2 separate regions of the Arachis hypogaea genome follow, and region 2 is linked to region 1. Evidence: chromatin contacts called from public Hi-C data. All regions are on one chromosome and are shown on one strand. Each heading gives the region's core, a stretch centred on a gene start, on an enhancer-like site or on the middle of the called end of the contact. The rest is flanking DNA. Distances are from core to core; before and after follow the strand shown.

Region 1 (2,860 bases), core at 8-2,507:
CAGAAAAGGATGCGATCCTGTGATAACATAAGCATGATAAAAAAAAAAGTTATGATATAGTAATGTTTATGTATAAATATATTATATGATGAGTGGATTAATATATATGTTTTCCAAAGTCAGATGCCATATCGAAAGCGCATAGATCGTCACGTGTACGCATGATACAAATTTGTGCTCGGCAAAGTGTAAACATCATAAGGAAAAATATTGGTAGGAGAAAAAAAAATCAAGAATCAATAAGATATATTTATATGTGTAATTTTAAATTTTTTAATGTACGATTTTCTTTTTATTGACTGATTTTAAATTTTGTTTTCTTAACAGGACCAATATAATAAATGCATTGCAACCCAATATAAATGTAATTATGTACTCTTAGAATAATGTTGCCTGGCGGTGCAGAGTGACACATTATTCACATTTAAATTGGGTGCAATTGATGACTCCATGTACTTTCACATTCAGTTATATTTCGATGTACAATATGTATGTTGCGTTATATTTTTTTTATTTCAGTTTCATTAATTAGAAATAAAAGTCCGGTATGGTGTATATATCTGTTACTACATTCAAGTAGTCTTTACATTTATATAGATATTTAAACTAGCTTAAATTAACCCTACACATCTAAAGAATGAAAAATTATACAATTTGGGTTTTTTTTTTTTTTTTTGGGTAAGGACAATTTGGGGAAGTTACTAATTTTTTCTCAAGCTGAAAAAATGATGATTTTGGGCTAGAAGATAAAAGCTAAGAACCAACAATAGAAGAGGAGAAGAAATACAATAATTTTTGGACAGGGCTTTGATTTCAACCCCCAACGCTTTTTCTCTTTCGGAAAGGGCCTCCAAGGCCTTAGAGGCCCAATAACCTAATACTTTTTTGGTCAGAACAACCTAATCTTAAACGGGCCTGTTCAGCAAAAAGACAATTACCAAAATCGTAAGTTATTGGGCCACTATCAGCACACCGAAACATTACATGACCAAAAAAAAGATTATCATACCAATGAAGAAATAAAAAAAATTAATTCCGCAGATTGGTTAATCATTTGGAAGTTTCTGGTGATATATATAGTTGGTTAATTTTTTAACTCTCATACTAAGGAAACCATATATCACTAGCTTCATGTTGTGCTGTTTGAAGAGCTTACTAACACATGTTTTTGTTGTTGAGCTTATTATTGAACATGTTAACCTACCTAGGAGTTTGGGTACGGTTCATTACATGTCTAAAAAATAATAAACGTTACAATCACAAACTAAGTATGAACACACACATGATTGTCAAGTGTGGATGGCTCACGCAAACACGTATCTCACTCTAACACGTCTGTGACATTATATTTTTCTTCCCAATTTTTAAGTACTATATCACCAAGTAACATTTACTGGTAAATTGAAGGAATATATAATTATAGTTGAAATAAAATTGTTTTAACACTTGCTGATGAATAAGAGAATTATGGTTTATTATTCCAATTGATTAAAAAGGTTGACATATAATTGGGATGACTTTGTTATGTGTGGTGATGTCAAAACTTAGATGGCCATCATGTACGTATTGTGTAATCATAAATGGTGAATTATTATACCTATGCACATATGTAGTATCTAAAGTGAAAAGTCAAACAAGAAATTAAAAAGAGGAAAAGGCAAAAAGATGATTTTGCCGTTTCTCACTTTAAGTAGATACATAGACACAATAATGAGGATGCATGGACCATCAATAATTGTTCATATGCATCATTAATTAACCTTCTTGTTAGTCTCGGTTCAACTTAAGTGCTGCTGCTTCTTTATTCTCTTGTACACTTGAAACTGTAGTGTTAAGTTAGGATGTAAATTTGATTATTAGAGAATCTCTAATGTTAATTTTAATTTTAATTTTATTTTAAATCTTATAAGAAGATGATAATAAATATTTGAAGAATTATTTATTATAAATTATGATTTAAAATTAAAAATAAAATTTGTCTTCTTAATATTTAATATTAATTTAATTAAAATTTTATATTATTTTTAATTATTTTATCAACATAATTATATGAGTTATAAAATTTTATTAGTTTTTTATTAAAGTGATATTGTATCTTTAAAGTGATACCGATTTTATTTTATTAATCAACTACAATATAGATTTCAATTCTAAATCAATTCACTTTTTGAAATTATAAAAGTAATACTCTAAAAACCCTCCATTGGAGATGCTCTTAATTTCATGTTACCACTAATTTCAAAAATTTAAGTCGATAGAAAAAGACAACACGAATGATTATATTTCTAATACCAATGCATATGATCAAACTCTAGACCTTTCGTACATAGAGTTTTAATACCATATTATGAAACCATTCAACCCAAAAATTTAAGCTAATAAAAAAAGATAACATGAATGGTTATATTTCTTTGCATTTTTTCTCAAGTAAGAGTCTCTTTTAAATTTATTTGATTTTTTACATAGACCTACTTTTCTCCTTTTATTTGTCTTATGTCATTTTTTAATTTTTGGAGTTCACCAACAATATAAATAGTTATATTTCTAATAACAATTAGTAACAAAACACTACCACATTATGCTTCTGGTTTATTTGATCCTTGATGATGAGTCAAAAGAAGAAAGGAAATGAATAATATATGTATTTAACATGATTAGCAGTTAGTCTTTCTCAAAGAGAAAAATGAACTGTTAATCAATTAGATGGTTTAATTATATAACAGTCCAATAATAACATTATTTAATTATGTAGATTATAAATATCTTGACCAAAAAAAAATAGAAAATGTAAATTAATTAGTTATATTAAGATCTTGCTCACTTTATAGTCCAAATTATAGGATTACATATATTGACCAAA
Region 2 (2,700 bases), core at 7-2,506, 37 kb before region 1:
GCCGGAAACCCATGTCGGCGCCTCCGGAGCTGCTGGACGGCGACGGTTGAGGCTGGTCGACCACAGAGCCCCACAGATTGTACTGCACGCGCGGCGCAGAGAAGCCGTGGAAAGTGGGCGGGGCGGTAGCCGTGGCGATGTCGTGGTGTCCGAAGAGAGAGGCCCGGGAGTTGTCGTCGGAGTTGGGAAGTCGATGAATGAGTAGTTGGTGGTGTGGTGGAGGGGGCGCGTGGGATAAGTTGGCGAGGTTGAGCGCGTGGGCTTGGTGGTTAGGATTAAGAAGAAGCATGTTTTGCGTCGGCGCGTCAGAATAGGGCACGTGGTGGTAGTTTGGGTTCATAAGGTAAAGTGTCTGCAAGCCACCATCTGCACCAGAAGCGGAAGCTGAAGGCGAAGAAGATTGCATTTCAGAATTGCTTCCATGAAAGTACGTTGCCATCTCTGATCTCAAATTCTTATTCTCTCTCCCCACTGTACGGACAAACATTTAAACTTTCTATTATTACTTCTCTGCACCACAATCATTATTTATAAAAGCATATTATAATATATTAATTAATTGATCCAGTACCAATAATATTGGGTTGGGCTTCACAGATCCTGAAAACAAAAAGGCAAAGATGAAATATTATTAGAATATAATTTTTTAAGGGGATCTGAATTGAAATTTGATGGTGAAAAGAGAAACAAAAGGAAATAAACAATAGAGAAATAATGGAAACAGATCCATCAAGATATAGATAGATATATGTATGTGCAGAAGAAATAATATAAAGAGTTTGGAGTGTGTTGTTTTCATACCATAAAATAAATAATAATGATTGATGATCTTTAATCTTCAAGGTAGAAAGCTGCTATCTAAGCTTAGACAAACTAACTATGTTTCCATCATCATCATCATCATCGCCCAAAAGAAAATTAAAGCTTCACCTTTTGCTTTCACAGTAGTAAGGATTGGATTTCGGATTATTCACTCGCCATAGTTTTCAACTTCTTCTCTTGCTTCAATTCCTTCCTCTAAACTCTACTCTCTCTTTCTCTCTCTGTGCAACACCAAGGGAAATTTTCTAAAGTGATTTATATAATAATATATTTTTTAAAAAAAGACAAGTGAGTGATTATTATTAGTGATGACTGGTGACTTTAGTGGCCCGTTTTTAATTAAAAATCTAATTAATATAATATGGAATTGACCTCTATGTATTTATCAACAATAATAGACAGCTCGAAAGTAATTTTCTTGTATTGTTGTACACATTCAGCTACAGCGTTCGCTATGTGCGTCTTATCCTCCACACTTTTTTCTTTTTCTTTTTTTTTTTAAATTTAATTTTTTGGGTGCGTGTCTGTTTGGTATGCATAAAAAAATTAGAAAAACCTCATTCATAGCTAGACATGAATCCACTCTACTCTTAGCTAGATTGTTTCATTATCATAAAAACCCTAATCAGCCCTCCAAATCCGCACTTAACTTATTCAAATTCAATACATGATTTATCACTTCTACGATATACATAATAGAATAATTTAATTAACAACTAACCATGTTAAATAATAAATATATTAAAATCAGATACTAAAATTAATAATCAGTATAATATATATTAAAAATAAATTAAATTATATATAATGATTGATTTTGGTGTGTTTAACAAAATAAAATGTTTATGATTAGAGCATATTGCCACTAATTAACAAAACTCATCATCTTCACACAATACGTTATACACGTACGGATGATACACTAATAAGAAAATAAACATGCACCACATAAAATTAATTAGCTAATAAATAAATAAATATTCTAGCTAGCAATGCAACATATGAGCTACAAAATCGTCCCCACAAAATGTATGTGTTACAGCATGAGAGGTCGCACCCACCAATGAATTATTATCTATGTTTGGAAAGGTAAAATAAAAAGCAGGTTTCAGATTAATTGCATTGTCGGTCCCTAAAATATCCTGCTATCTACAACTTGTAATTTCGTCATTTACAACATTTGCCTCGCAATATCTATTTCAGCCATAATAAAATGCACAAGATATACTATTTTTTTATCGGTAATAATAAGAGACAAAAAAAAAATAGTCACAATTTATTTTATTTAATATTTATGTATTATTATAATAATTATTAAATATTATATAAGATAAATTTTATCTATTTTTTATTAATTTATTTTGGTTATTAAATATTTTAGTTATTTTATTTACATAAAAATACATAATGTTGTATCGAAAATATTTAGTAACCAAAATAAATTAACTAAAAATAGGTAGAATTTATTTTATTTAACATTCATTAATTATTGTAATAATTAATAAATATTAAATAAAGTAAATTCTGAAATTTTTTATCTTCTTAATATTATCAATGCCGTATTTAGAAAAATATCAATCTATTCATCACTATATTTAGGTGAAAACTCAGTTGCAGTCGACTTCATGTGAAGTTGATACTTGAGAGTCGTTAAATAATTTGACCGATTTGACTAAATTTTCATCTAACAGCTCTCAGATATCAACTTCACGTAAAGTCGACTTCACTGGAGTTCTTACCTTATATTTATAAGTGAGTAAGGTAACTAAGTTGGTTACGTTAGTTATAAAGTTTGTTAAAACTAGAATTTAGTCAAATATGTTTTTTCAGTTGTATTTGAATTGCATTGATCTCAATTACAGTGAGCTATATATGATA

Evidence for each region. A called contact is a pair of places that touch in the nucleus more often than the background predicts.
Region 2: a contact with region 1 is called in a Hi-C map of leaf, with 2.1 times the contacts expected there. The contact joins the promoter of LOC112770698 here to the enhancer-like site in region 1. A contact is called at or near these places in 2 of 8 Hi-C or Micro-C datasets (leaf and an unstated tissue).

What each region holds. Positions count from the first base shown.
Region 1 is chr18:6,932,863-6,935,722 of arahy.Tifrunner.gnm2.J5K5, reverse strand. No RefSeq gene overlaps it. Among protein-coding and RNA genes, the nearest start is that of LOC112771631, 25 kb to the right of the region's middle. Within about 2 kb of position 1,257, at least 3 of the 3 cell types and tissues checked have open chromatin away from gene starts, as enhancers often do.
Region 2 is chr18:6,969,956-6,972,655 of arahy.Tifrunner.gnm2.J5K5, reverse strand. LOC112770698 (BEL1-like homeodomain protein 1) reads right to left here and starts at 1,256. Exons shown (of 6, transcript XM_025815056.3): 1 at 802-1,256; 2 at 572-600; 3 at 1-471. The coding sequence starts at 439.